Linked DNA regions of Ovis aries: region 2 is linked to region 1. The links are chromatin contacts, called in public Hi-C maps. All regions are on one chromosome and are shown on one strand. Each heading gives the region's core, a stretch centred on a gene start, on an enhancer-like site or on the middle of the called end of the contact. The rest is flanking DNA. Distances are from core to core; before and after follow the strand shown. Region 1 has its middle 21 kb from the start of NDUFV2. Region 2 holds the start of TWSG1 (twisted gastrulation BMP signaling modulator 1).

What was found. A called contact is a pair of places that touch in the nucleus more often than the background predicts.
Region 2: a Hi-C map of hypothalamus shows a contact between it and region 1, with 2.7 times the contacts expected there. The contact joins the promoter of TWSG1 here to the enhancer-like site in region 1. A contact is called at or near these places in 5 of 16 Hi-C or Micro-C datasets (blood, hypothalamus, liver and 2 more).

Annotation. Positions count from the first base shown.
Region 1 is chr23:41,904,318-41,911,183 of ARS-UI_Ramb_v3.0, forward strand. No RefSeq gene overlaps it. Among named protein-coding and RNA genes, the nearest start is that of NDUFV2, 21 kb to the right of the region's middle. Within about 2 kb of position 3,459, at least 9 of the 54 cell types and tissues checked have an H3K27ac peak or open chromatin away from gene starts, as enhancers often do. A contact at or near this core is called in hypothalamus, where this site is marked.
Region 2 is chr23:42,056,362-42,063,159 of ARS-UI_Ramb_v3.0, forward strand. TWSG1 (twisted gastrulation BMP signaling modulator 1) reads left to right here and starts at 3,392. Exons shown (of 5, transcript XM_015103656.3): 1 at 3,392-3,531; 2 at 4,999-5,155. The coding sequence starts at 5,033.

The DNA of each region.
Region 1 (6,866 bases), core at 2,209-4,708:
TATATGGAATTTAGAAAGATGGTAATGATAACTCTGTATACGAGACAGCAAAAGAGACACAGATGTATAGAACGGTCTTTTGGACTCTGTGGGAGAGGGTGAGGGTGGGATGATTTGAGAGAATGGCATTGAAATGTATAATATCATATATGAAATGAATCGCCAGCCCAGGTTCGATGCATGATATAGGATGCTTGGGGTTGGTGCACTGGGATGACCCAAAGGGATGGTATGGGGAGGGAGGTGGGAGGGGAGTTCAGAATAGGGAACACATGTACACCCATGGTGGATTCATGTTGATGTGTGGCAAAACCAATACAATACTGTAAAGTAATTAGCCTCCAATTAAAATAAATAAATTTAAAAAGAAAAAAAAAAGGAATACTGTGGATCCTTGTGCCATTTCCCTTTGCTAACAATATCTATATCTTAGTTGTGCTATATATTATAAAGTTACTAAAATATCTAATGGACATTTTAGTTCTAATTTTTCAGCCAAAAAGAATGATCTCAAATACACATCAGCAAAAAGAACTAATAGCTGATAAGTTAAATGCCTCTTAAACAAAAATGTATGCTTTTGCAATGTGGAAAGTCTTTTGAAATAATCCCATGTATGAGAGAAAAATTCTCATCAAGTGATGCCTGTTATGAGACATATTTATAATTATTTGCAAATCTTGCCTATTTTTACAATATTTTTGATGTAGGTAAAGAAAAGATATTGAATAATTTTCTCTTGCTTCTTACTATATTTGTATATCATTTGAATTTTTATGAATGCATATTACTTTAACAAACAGGAAAATAAAGCTGGTTTGTCATAAAAATAGTATGAGAAAAAAATATAGATTTTTAGTGTGACATAACCTGGAAAGTTATTCGTTACAAGTCAGTTGAATGCTTACACAGTTAAAGTGCTGTGTAGGGTAATGGTGATCATAAATTGCTGACATAGGAAGTAATATTTCTAAATCTGAGTCATTTCTATCATGTTCCTATCTATATTTAAAATCTTCCATAAAGTGGAAAGAATATCAAGTTTTTCATTAGTTTCACCGTAATATAATATTAAGAAAACTGGTATTAACATTGTTCGTTGTTAAACAGCAGAATCAGTATATCTAAAATCTTACTATTATTCAATCTGCAGGTATCCCACTTCTATGTGGTGATCATAGGTTTATGGCATAAGAAGCACTTTCACTTACTTCAGCTCATTTTGTCTCCTAATAGGTGTGCAGCATAGGCAGAGCCCATGAAGGTTCTAAGATACAAAACCATCCATATCAGGTCCTAATCTAGTGGGCTACAGAGCCGGGGGCACTGACCGTGTGATTCTGAGTTCAGGCCCTTTTCTTTTCATTCCTGTGGGCTTGCAGACTGCCCAAAGCGCCCTGTGAGTCCATGAGGAAGAGGAAGTCTTGTTAGCAGGTGTTTATAGTATTGGATGCTCTTTCTCCCTTTCCCTTTTCCTACAAGTGGGGAGTGTGCAGGCTTGAGGGGTGAGGGGAGGGACAGGAATGATTCTGCAAATGCCTGTCATGCTCACACTCGAGGTGGGGTAGCTACACAGGTCTTCACGGTGCCATGTTGATTTGGACTCTGTCCATCACCTTTCAAACTGCCTCTCCCTGAGGCATAGTTGAACATTCACTCAACAGATAAGTGTGTCAATTGACCCCTTCTGGGTGCTGGGGACTTGTGTCAGGGCTGTGTCCCCAGACACAGGGTTGAGCACAGCACACGGGCTCCCTGCCCACAGGGAGTCTGAACTCTAGCAGAAGAAACAGACAAACTATATCACTAATTCTACTGTCGGAGAAAGTAAAGGGAGAAAGTAACAGTGAGACATAGCTTAGATGGCGGAGGGGTATGTCAGGAAGTTCCTCTCAAAATGCCTTATTTAAGCTCAGACCTAAACAATGAGTAGGGGTCTAGCAGGAAGGATGGTTGGGAACGTTCCAAGATACACAGGCCCTGGGGTAGGAAGATGCTTCTCTTGTTGGCAGAACAGAGGCTTATGGGGCCCCAGCTGCTGCTGCTGCTGCTGCTGCTAAGTTGCTTCAGTCATGTCCAACTCTGTGCAACCCCACAGACGGGCAGAGGCCACAAAGGGAGGTCCATGTGCCCCACACTAAGAATGTTGTATTTTATCCCAACCACAGAGATGGGATTCCTTGGTGGTTCAGATGGTAAAGAGTCTGCCTACAATGCAGGAGACTTGGGTTCAATCCTTGGGTCAGGAAGATCCCCTGGAGAAGGAAATGGCAACCTGATCCAGTAGTCTTGGCTGGAAAATCCCATGGATGGAGGAGCCTGGCGGGCTACAGTCCATGGGGTCGCAAAGAGTCAGACACGACTGAACAACTTCACTTTCACTGAGATAAGCCATTGATGAGTTTTAAGCAGAGAAGAGATATAATCAGATGCATGTTTTTTAAAGATGAGTTGGCATTTAAAGCTTTGATTCGATTAGAGTGAAGTGAGTCTCCGTGGGAGACTCCCTGAGAGGCGCCTGCTGGTCCAGGACAGTGGATGGTCACGCACACGAGGCAGCAGGAGGTGTAGGAGAGAGAAACCTGGGCAGCGGTTTCTCTCAGCATGTGAGGTGGTGTGCCCGGAGTTCATACTGGCACTTACAGAGATGGGACTCAGGAAGACAGTCCACTGGAGTGTTTAAGAGTCATCTGGACATGAGTGGTATTACATTAAGTGAAATAAGTCAGAAAAAGATAAATACTGTATGATATCACTTACACATGGAATCTAAAAAACACAAAAAACTAGTGAATATAACAAAAAAGAAGATAGATTCACAGATTTAGAGAACAAACGAGTGGTTACCAGTGAGAAGATGAAAGGGGAAGAGGCAGTATAGGGGTAGAAAATTAAGAGGTACAAACGATTATGTATAAAATAAAGTTACAAGAATATACTGTACAACACAGTTAATATAGCCAATATTTTGTAATAACTATGGATGGAGTATAACTTTTAAAATTGTGAATCACTCTATCATACACCTGTAACATATAATATTGTACAACAACTACACATCCATTTTTTTTAATGAAAACAAAAAAAGAAAAGCAAGCTTTGGGCATAAGAACATTCCACAACTAAATACTCCAACATCTGTATCACTGAGCAGAGTTCGGTGCTTGTTTATGTTCTCTTTTGAGGTTAACTTCGGAAAGAATGAGGAGCTGAAATCTTAAGTGGACCAGAGGATGCCTTTGGATAAACCCCTGCCCTGGGTGCCCATCTTGTCACGTAGGAAGCTGGTCACTGCCGCTGTCTCTCAGAAACCACAGGTGATGTCGGGGAAGAGCCTGGTCTCGGGCTCTGCCAGGAACACAGCGAGTGTAAACTCCTCCCCTCTCCCTGTGCCGGGGGTGCTCTGCCGTCCGTTGTGGAGATTCACCCACATTCTCACCAAGATAGACATTGAACTCTTCCTAAAAGTGCTGTTGTGATCATTTCACAAAACACCCTTTGTGGAGAAGGACAATGGTATCCAGTGAACCAAGCACAACACGGGAAACCGTAATTCCTTCCCCAGAATCCTGTTCTGCTGGCGCTGAGCAAGCTGAAGCCTCGGCACTCTGGTTTGTCACAGAGGAGCAGTGCCCATCTCTGTCTGCAAGTATAGATAGAATTACCTCGCAGGTTTACTATATGCACGCATAGAGTCCTGGGGGAAGGTAACAAGACTCCACCACCGGGCCGTGACCATTCTAACTAAGCTGCCTACTTCCCCAGGTTGCCCCTTAAGCCCCATCCCCACCTTGCTGCGCAGCTGGGGTCTGTGGGTACAGGTGTGCATCAGGGACATTCCGTGTGGAGGTCTGTACCTGCTCAGGTTTGGCACCAGCTCAGGGATGGAGCCATTAAGTCTTACCAATTCAAAATCTATTGTTAACAACCCCTGGAGCGGGTGTGGGCCTAGTGTGTTTGTCTGTCTTCATGCTTTTGTCTTCTTTTGTCACTCTCGGCCTCAGGAAGATGACTTGTTGGAATGAAGCGAGGGTTTCTCAAGTCTCAAGAACCCAGAGACTTAAGTTGACTGCTGGCAACTTCTAAGATTTAATGAAAATTTGCTTGACCTTCTTCCCAAGTCAGTGAGAGTTCTCATGATTGCCCCTGATTCACTTATTAATTCTTGAGATTTTATAGACTTGTGTTCACGTTCACCCTCAGTTACAAAAGCCTGCTCTGGCTGTGCTCACATCTCTTTTGGGGGCCAGTTCCACTGTCTGCATCTTTTCTCCGTTTGGACCAACCCAGACATGAAATTAGCCACTTTCCTTTGCGTTCCCCCAAGACAACCGTCCCAAGAAAGCCCTGGTGAAATCCACCTCTCTTTAATCTGCTTCCTGTCTGCTCTCTTGATTCCCAAATTCCTCTGGATGTTTAGATCCACATTGGTTTAGCTATGACTTCACTTCCTTCCAGCCCACAAGTATATAATCAAGATATTTTGCTAAACAAAGATGGTCGTCAAGAGGGACTTGGAGGACTTCCCTGGCTGTCCAGTCCAGTGGCTGGGTCTCCATGCTTCCAGTGCAGGCAGCCCAGGGTCTGTCCCTGGTTGGGGGACTAAGATCCTGCCTGGTGTAGCCAAAAAATTAAAAAAGAGGAACTCTTGTGCCAATTATCTGTAATATGTGTGTGTATGTGTGTGTGTGGGTGCACATGTGCTTAGCCGCTCAGTTGTGTCCTACTCATTGTAACTTTGTAACCCATAGACTAACTTGCCAGGCTCCTCTGTCCATGGGGATTCTCCAGGCAAGAATACTGGAGTGCATTGCCATGCCCTCCTTTGGGGATCTTCCCCACCCAGGGATCAAACCCAGATCTCCTGCATTGCAGGTGGATTCTTTACCAGCTGAGCTACCAGGGAAGCCATAAATATGCATATATATATATATTCATATACTTCTATACACATATAAACATATACCCATAATACATATACACTTATCCACATGTTCTATATGTATACACAATATACAGCACTTAGAAATGTAGAAATAATACATGGCTGTGTGTATAATAATTACACACAAAACACATACTATCTGTGCATATACACACATGTATACCCTATGACCTATGTCTACATAGATCTAAACCACCATCACTAAGGAACTGGTGGACACCAGCTCCTGCCTCCTCTTGTCGGAGTCCTGTGCTCATCTTTTCATTTCTGTACCACACAGATCCTGCTCTGTAATTGACCCGGATCCCACCTACTTTGCACTGTTTCATGTAGAAAGCAGGGACCTGTGCAGTCACTTATTTATGCAATCACACGTTCACTTAGAAGACGATAATTGATCACCCATGACAGCCCTGGGTTGAACCCTATATTGAGAAGAGACAAGGAAGGAGGGGCCCACGTCTTTAGATACTTGAAATCCAGCTGCATGCAACCCTTAGCACGCACGAAATAAAACGTCCTCACACGCACAGTTCTCATCAGAGGAACCGCAGAGCCGAGCAGAAAGCCCATGCCTGGCCATGCACAGCAGCATTGCTGTTTCAGCAGAACGCGCAGGAGGAAAAAACCGCTGTGGTCAAAAGAAACTGCTGGCTGCTGGATTTTTGTTTAATTACAATTTGCGTGCTCTTCTAACAGCGCTTGTTCTGCTTAGACGGCAGAGTGGCTTTCATGAAAGTATGAGCTCAGCCTTGCCTTATGCCTGCTGAAAAAAAGAGGTCAGGTAAAATGACTGTAGTGACAGCACCAAACTGGTGGAAAACCACACTGTCTTTCAGACAAGATGTAAAAAAGAAAAAAAAAGAAAGCAGACTGGAAATTTTTTGCCTGCTAAAAAAAAACCCCTTGAAGTCATCTCAGAAACACACATAGAGGCAATTTCCTCTTTTCTCTCCTTAGCAGCGTCCTCAAGGAAAGAGCTTTCCAGATCTGAGGGAGTGGACCAGTGATGCAGTCACGTAGCCTGGCTTCATTCTGAATTCTTCTCCATGGCTGTGTTCACTGAAGGACTTAATCCTTAGGCAGCTCTTCCAAATCTCATACAGTTCTGCAACTTTTATCTGAACTCTACCCTGAATATTCTAATCATGTAAAATGTTTTCAAACCACTGTAGCACAGAAATTAGTAATGACCAGATATGTTTGCAGAAATCCATGCTTTGTGTATTGTAAAAGGTCTGCATGAATGCTTGCTCTCCTCCCACATGCCTATAAACATGATCTGTGTACAGTTTTGATCATTTTTAAATTCAAAAATCAAATGTAATTTTAATGTACCCACGGAGGAATTTACATATGAGTTTCATAAAGAACAGCAAGTGTTAACACACTGAAGGGTGATATTCGTGTATGCAGAGGACAGATATGATGGCCTGTTTCTTGGTGGTGATGAAATTTGATAAATGACTTCTTTCCACAGAATCTCCAAAATAGAGTGATTGCAGGTACTCGCATTCCATCAAATTAGTTAGAGCTTTTCTAGGACTTGGCTCTGTTTCTCTTTATGTACTTCTGTGGCAAAATTAAGATAAATTATTTTTTAGAGGCAATATCAACAGTCTTAATTTGAAAACATTTAGCAAGATGAACCTAGTGTGCTGGAGGTGACACTAGGAAAATTTGTGCCTGGTTTCGAAAGCTGGCAGTTCTTCGTGCCATAGTTTCCCAAACCGTGGAGAACTGGCTGTTCCTGGGGAGGCCTGGCTCCTCACAGGGTTCTCCTTTCTCATTCTTTTTACTTATTTATACTGCTTAAGGAAATGAGACAATCACGTGATGTTCTCTAACTTGAAAATCCTGTAGCTTGATACTTCAAGTTCTACAAATTGTGTCCAGATCTAGTATTAATTCTTTAAAGATA
Region 2 (6,798 bases), core at 2,142-4,641, 150 kb after region 1:
CTGCAGTGCTAGTTCTCCAAGTGTGAGCTGGGGATCCTGGGAATTCCAAGACTTGGAGTCCCCAAGACAGGTAGTTCCTGGGGTCAAAACCATCCTTAGTTTAATTCTAATACCTTATTTGCCTTTACATTCTCCTCTCACATTATATTTTTTTTAGAGAGTACATAATATGTGGAATAATGAATATTTCTGAAATTTCTTGGTTTTAATTTTCAAAGTTTTGAAAGATGTAGCACACATAAGCAAAATAACTTTGGAGCACTCAATAATTTTCAAGAGTATAAAAGAGTCCTGAGAATACAAAGTTTGTAAACCTCTGATCTATAATACTATTTTTTCATAGCTGGTTTAGCCCTTTGCACTGGAGTATCATAATCATTTAACCAGTAAGTAATGCCAAGAATAAGATCCTTAAATTTGTGTACACTTAATTATTGCTTTCAGAAAGTTTTCAGAAGTGGTTTTTGAAATATATACTTATTTACTTACTGTATTAAAATGGACTAATATCAATAATGTAATCCACCCCATTAGCCAGTCCGATAGGGACAGAGTAGGTGATTAAATAGTTAATCCTACTGTGTTTAGTTGCTCAGTTGTGTCTGACTTTTTGTGACCCCATGGACTGTACCCTGCCAGGCTCCTCTGTCCATGGGGATTCTCCAGGCAAGAATACTGGTGTGGGTTGCCATGCCCTCCTCCAGGGGATCTTCCCAACCCATGGATTGAACCCAGATCTCCTACATTGCAGGCACATTCTTTACCATCTGAGCACCAGGGAAGCCCAGTTAATCCCACTCAGTTCAGTTGTTCAGTTGTCTCTGACTGTTTGCAACCCCATGGACTGCAGCACTCCAGGCTTCCCTATCCATCACCAACTCCCAGAGCTTACTCAAACTCATGTTCATTGAGTCAGTGATGCCATCCAACCATCTCATTTTCTGTCATCCCCTTCTCCTCCCACCTTCAATCTTTCCCAGCATCAGGGTCTTTTCCACTCGGTCAATTCTTCAAGTCAGGTGGCCAGAGTATTGGAGTTTCTGCTTCAGCATCAGTCCTTCCAATGAATATTCAGGGTTGATTTCCTTTAGGATGGACTGGTTGGATCTCCTTGCAGTCCAAGGGACTCTCAAGAGTCTTTTCCAACACCACAGTTCAAAAGTATCAATTCTTCAGCACTTAGCTTTCTTTATAGACCAACTCTCACATCCATACATGACTACTGCAAAAACCATAGCTTTGACTAGATGGACCTTTGTTGGCAAAGTAATGTCTCTGCTTTTTAATATGCTAAGTGGGTCATAACTTTTCTTCTCAGGAGCAAGTGTCTTTTAATTTCATGGCTACAGTCACCATCTGCAGTGATTTTGGAGCCCAAGAAAATAAAGTCTGTCACTGTTCCCATTGTTTCCCCATCTATTAGCCATGAAGTGATGGGACCAGACATCATTATCTTGGTTTTCTGAATGTTGTGTTTTAAGCCAACTTTTTCACTCTTCTCTTAAACTTTCATTAAGAGGCTCTTTAGTTCATCGCTTTCTGCCATAAGGGTGGTGTTATCTGCATATCTGAGGTTATTAATATTTCTCCCAGCAATCTTGATTAAAGCTTGTGCTTCATCCAGTCCTGCTTTTCTCATGATGTACTCTGCATATAAGTTAAATAAGCAGGGTAACAATATACAACTTTGATGTACTCCTTTCCCAATTTGGAACCAGTATGTTGTTCTATGTCCAGTACTAACTGTTGCTTCTTGACCCACATACAGATTTCTCAGGAGGCAAGTAAGGTGGTCTGGTTTTCCCATCTGTTGAAGAATTTTCCACAGTTTCTTGTGATCCACACAGTCAAAAGCTTTGGTGTAGTCTATCCCACTGCTGCTGCTGCTAAGTTGCTTCAGTCGTGTCCGACTCTGTGCAACCCCATAGACAGCAGCCCACCAGGTTCCGCCGTCCCTGGGATTCTCCAGGCAAGAACACTGGAGTGGGTTGCCATTTCCTTCTCCAATGCATGAAAGTGAAAGTGAAGTAGCTCAGTTGTATCCGACTCCTAGCGACCCCATGGACTGCAGCCTACCAGGCTCCTCCGTCCATGGGATTTTCCAGGCAAGAGCATTGAAATGGGTTGCCATTGCTATCTCCAGTCTATCCCACTAGGGGATTGTAAATAGAAAAATATGGGAGACCCCTGTAATTTAATGGTTACTCAAGAAAGCAGGTTTGCTTAAACACAAAACCATGCAACAAAAGCGTGGGATGTGACCCCCAAGCAATAAAACACTGGTGGAATGAGCCCCACATCCTGCCCAATGAGCTCAGTAAGTTAATGACCCCTCGGACATGCTCTCTGCACACATAAAAAAGTAATTTGTGGACCTAGCTTGACAAAACTCCCCTGCCGAAACTGAGGGAGGAACTGATGATGGAAGCATGATGTCTACTCAAGAAAGATGAAGAAGTTCTCCCTCTCCCCATTTTTCCTTTGATTATAAAACTATGGCCTAGGGGTGTGACACCCCTTTGCCCACTCTTTTGTAAGCCTTACAAGCGTCCTAGTCTAATAAAACACTTCTTATTCATCACTTTGCCTCTCTGCTGAATGCCTTCTGTGAAGAGAGGTAAAGGATTGTGTACCGGAGCCCTTTGGAGCCCTGGAACGACACCAAACGGTTTCACTCTTCCCTGGCCAACCACCCTCTGGACCAGCACCACGGGGCCCCCTGCGCTCTTCCAGAGCTGAGCACAGGGCCAGGGGCCCTCCAAGGGCGCAGCATCCAGTGCACTGAAGGCTCTGCTGTTGGAGACACTTATTCAGTAGGTGAGGGCAGACCCCAGAAACCTGCTTTTTTAATAAGTCCTCCCTCTGACGTCAACCTTGGGCTCAGGTGTCAGCTGCACTGGGTACCGGCGAGTTGCCTCGATCAGTTGGGCATCCCCATAACCAGGCGGAGACCAGCTCCCTCCCAGGATGGCCGTGAGGACTCGAGGAGCTCGTGGACATCACGTCCCAGCTCCGGGACCAGGGCAAGTCGAGCCTGGAGCAAGAAGAGCCGGATAGCAGGGTCCATGGGAACAAGAAGCTGCCGAGCAGGGGCCGGAGATGTTGACAGGGAAGAGGGAGAAAGGACAGAGCGCGTGGGCCCGGCGGGTGTACCCGGTCGGGGGTGTGGCCTCTGGTGGGCGGAGCGCTAGCGGGGCGGGACCCCAGGAGCGCTGGGCCCGCGGGCGGGGGCGGGGCCTAGTCGGGGGGCGGAGCCGGGCCGCGCACTGACAGGAGCGCGGCGGGGAGTGAGAGACGCCTCCTGGCGGGAGCTGGCGGCTGCCCAGGCGGGAGCCGAGGGGGCGGAGGGAAGCGGGGTGCGGGGGTGAGGCGGAGACTGGCCGGTCTCTGCCTCTTTCGGTGCGGAGGTTTGCGGGCGCCGCGCGGAGGACGGCGTGGAGGCGCGGCCTGCCTGCCTCCCTCCACAGCCCGCAGCGCGCCCGCTCGGCCGACCCGTGGGGAACTTGGGGCCCGGCGAGCTCGCTGCGCACGGTGAGCGGCGGGGGGCGGGCGGGGGCGCTGCTCGGGGTCTGGAGGCCGCGGCTGGGCCGGCGCGGCGGGAGGAGACGGGGCCCGCGCGGCCTGGGCGGCCTGCGGGGGACAAGACGGGCCAGACGCGAGGCGTCGCTCCTCGCGGGCCTCCGGGGCCGCTGTCAGCGCCGCCAGCCGGGCCGCGGCGCTTTGTTCCCGGGGTCCCGGAGGCAGCCGCTCCCAGCTGAGGAGCCGGCTGCTTGCCCCTCGGCGCCTCGTTCACCTGGACGCCCGCTAGGGGCAGCTCGGGGAGGGGCGCGGGGACAGCCGTGAGCTGGGGAAATACCCCCTGTTCAGTGGTTGGGGCTGATCACTAGTTCAGGAAGCTTCCATTTTCCGACGCCTTCTTGGGCCGCCACGAGTACGGGGTCGGCCGCTCCGGGTTCAGTGCAGCGGGCGGTGGGTCCGACGGTCCTGGAGGGGCCCCGCTTTGGCTCCGTCTCCGGGCTTTCTCGTCCAAAACCGAGCCGCCCGGGCACAGAGCCCCGGTTCTCTCTCCACCTTCTGTGGCTTTGCTTTATTGTTCTTCCTCACACTTAGGATAAAGGTTTACAGCGATCTGAAAGGCCCATAAATATACCTTTTATCCGTCTCACCTCACCTATTTATTTCATTGATTCCATTTTGAGTGTGTGTTTTAAACCCTAGAAAGTTTTATTTTCTCCTTTTTGAAGATTTAATGACCGTGTTGGTTGATTTTACCACCGTCAGAATTTGTGCTGGTCTTTTTCTCGTTTTGGACTGTAACATCTTTTTCAGTAATTTTGAAGAATCTGTGGTAGTTAAGGTAAAGAAGTAAAAAGAATATCGTCACATTTTGATAAATCAGAATTCTTCATGCAGTCAATAATTTACTCTTCCCTTTGTTAATCGCTAAAGTATGTCAGGAGCAACTGCCCACTCCTTCCGTTGAGCTGCTTCATTCTAGCTAATTATGTTAAGAGACAAAATGAGGTAGTAATAAGTAATCACTAGAATAGTTTGCATTTTTAAATTTTATTTTAATTGTGGGAATTAAAATATCATTAAATGTTTTTAAAAATTTATAATGCAATATTAATAGTTTTTTGGGTTTTTTGACTGGCTTAAAGTTGAATAGTAGGCCTGAAACTAAAGCTGAATAGTAACGGTGTAATATTGAAACTACTTATTTGCTTTAACTTTCACAGTCACCATTTCTGGATAGTCTGAGGAATTTCAAAATTCTATACATTTGAAGATGGCTAACAAGATGTTACTATATAAAATTGTAACTTTTTTTGAGTGTGTAAGTAATCTTTTGTTGAGAATAATCTTTATAAATGATCACTCAGAAGTCCTAACACAAACAAGGAGTCTTGGTTTACTTATTTGTTTTTTATTTTTGTATTTGCTTTTACCTTAGTACTTGCCTTTGAATTAAAATTTTTTGTTTTTTTGTTTGTTTAGCTTCCTGGGAGTTACTGATTGTCTTTGAAGAATCATGAAGTCACTCTCTGTTGTTATGCTTACTCTCCCCATTCTGGTGTTCCTGACATGGGTCCCTATGTCACTGAGTTGTAACAAAGCACTCTGTGCCAGTGATGTGAGCAAATGCCTCATTCAGGTAGGACTAAGAATACTCTTTTTACTAATATTAAAATTTATTATATAGCAAATACAGAATGCAAATACACAGAGAGTGTCTATGTAATACAGTGTAAGAACCGTAACACTAGTCTGGGGTTTTGCCCCCATACTTCACAAACAAACTCAGACTCAAGGAGTTCAGTACAGGAAATAATACCCAGCTTTGTAAACAGGCCGTTACAAGGTGATGAGCTATCTATTCAGGTGAATTAAAGGGTTCTGTTGTACAATTGAGTTTACATAGCAAAGAGGCTCACTTACTATATTTAGAAAAAAAAATTTTAGCTAGTCAAATCATAGACAGACTGTTCTCTAAATATAATGTACTAATTGTCTGTTCTGTGTAACAAGTTACCCCAAACAGAGTAGCTTAATGCAGTAAACATTTATTATTTACACAGTTCCTAAGGGTTGGGAACCTAGGAGCAGCTGAGCTGGGTGGTTTGGGGCCAGGGTTTCTCAAGGTCGCAAGTGTTGGGAGAATCTGCTTTCAAGATACTTGACAGTGATCTCTCTAGGCCATCAAGGCAAGCCTTTCTGAAGAGAAAAGTGGGGTTGAGCGATTGGCTTAGTTCACAGAGCTAATAAGTGGCTGCGGAACGTGGCCTGTGTCTGAACACGAAGGCTATGGCCTTTCCATATGCATACTGATTATTACTGTCCATAAAGTTTTGTTAATTAGTGGTAAACTTCACGTCTTATATAGCTGTTCTCCCTTTTCCCATCCTGTTAGACCATCAGCAGTCTTGTGTCTGTATTAATTAGCCTCTGTTCTAGCTGTTGGCTAAGGAATTCAGTGCACTGCTGAAACTATGTATATTTGAATTCTGTATGAAGTATGACTCAGCCAACTCTTGCCTGTACTCCTGATATGAGAGCACTTGTGCATATGTACTAGAAGTGATCATGAGTTTTGTAGATGAGAGGTATTTTGTGCTGATTTGTGACGTTTTGGTGCTCATTAATAGTTAACATTATGGGAAGCCTGGCCTTTCTGCGGGTGTGGTTACCACCATCTCTTACTCCACATACCCTCCCTTTGCATTTTAAACCAAAACTTTTAACTAGAGAGGCTGGTTGGTTGGTTGTTAATTTTTTCTTTTTTTAAACTCTGGATGTTTTTAAATAGAAGAGAGAAGAATAACAGTAACTGTTACAGCAGTCATTAACCCAGGGCTTCCCTTGGCTCATCTCTGTTCCCTAGCACTATTAGGGTCCCCATCTCTGTTAGTGTCAAGCAGACCCCTGACATTATTTTATCAAATTCTAATGTCTATCTCTGAAAGATAAGAACTCTTGAACATAGCTATCAGCAATTTAAAAATTAAAAATAATTCCTTAATATCATGTAGCTTTATACCTGGAAGTTTTGATTTGACACACTGGCTTAATGGTGGCTGAAAATTTTGTAGTCTTCTCGTGAAGTCCAGCTTTATGCTGTGGTCATAGGGGAATCTGTGCCACTTCCCACATTGTTTCTATGTAGCTTCATTATTCACTATTAGAAATAGTCTCATAATAATTGCTATATTCATGTTTAGATGGAATTCTACTTAAATCTCAAATTATTTTTGACTCTCCAAGACTATGATTTCCATTATTCAGCTAATTAAAAATTGG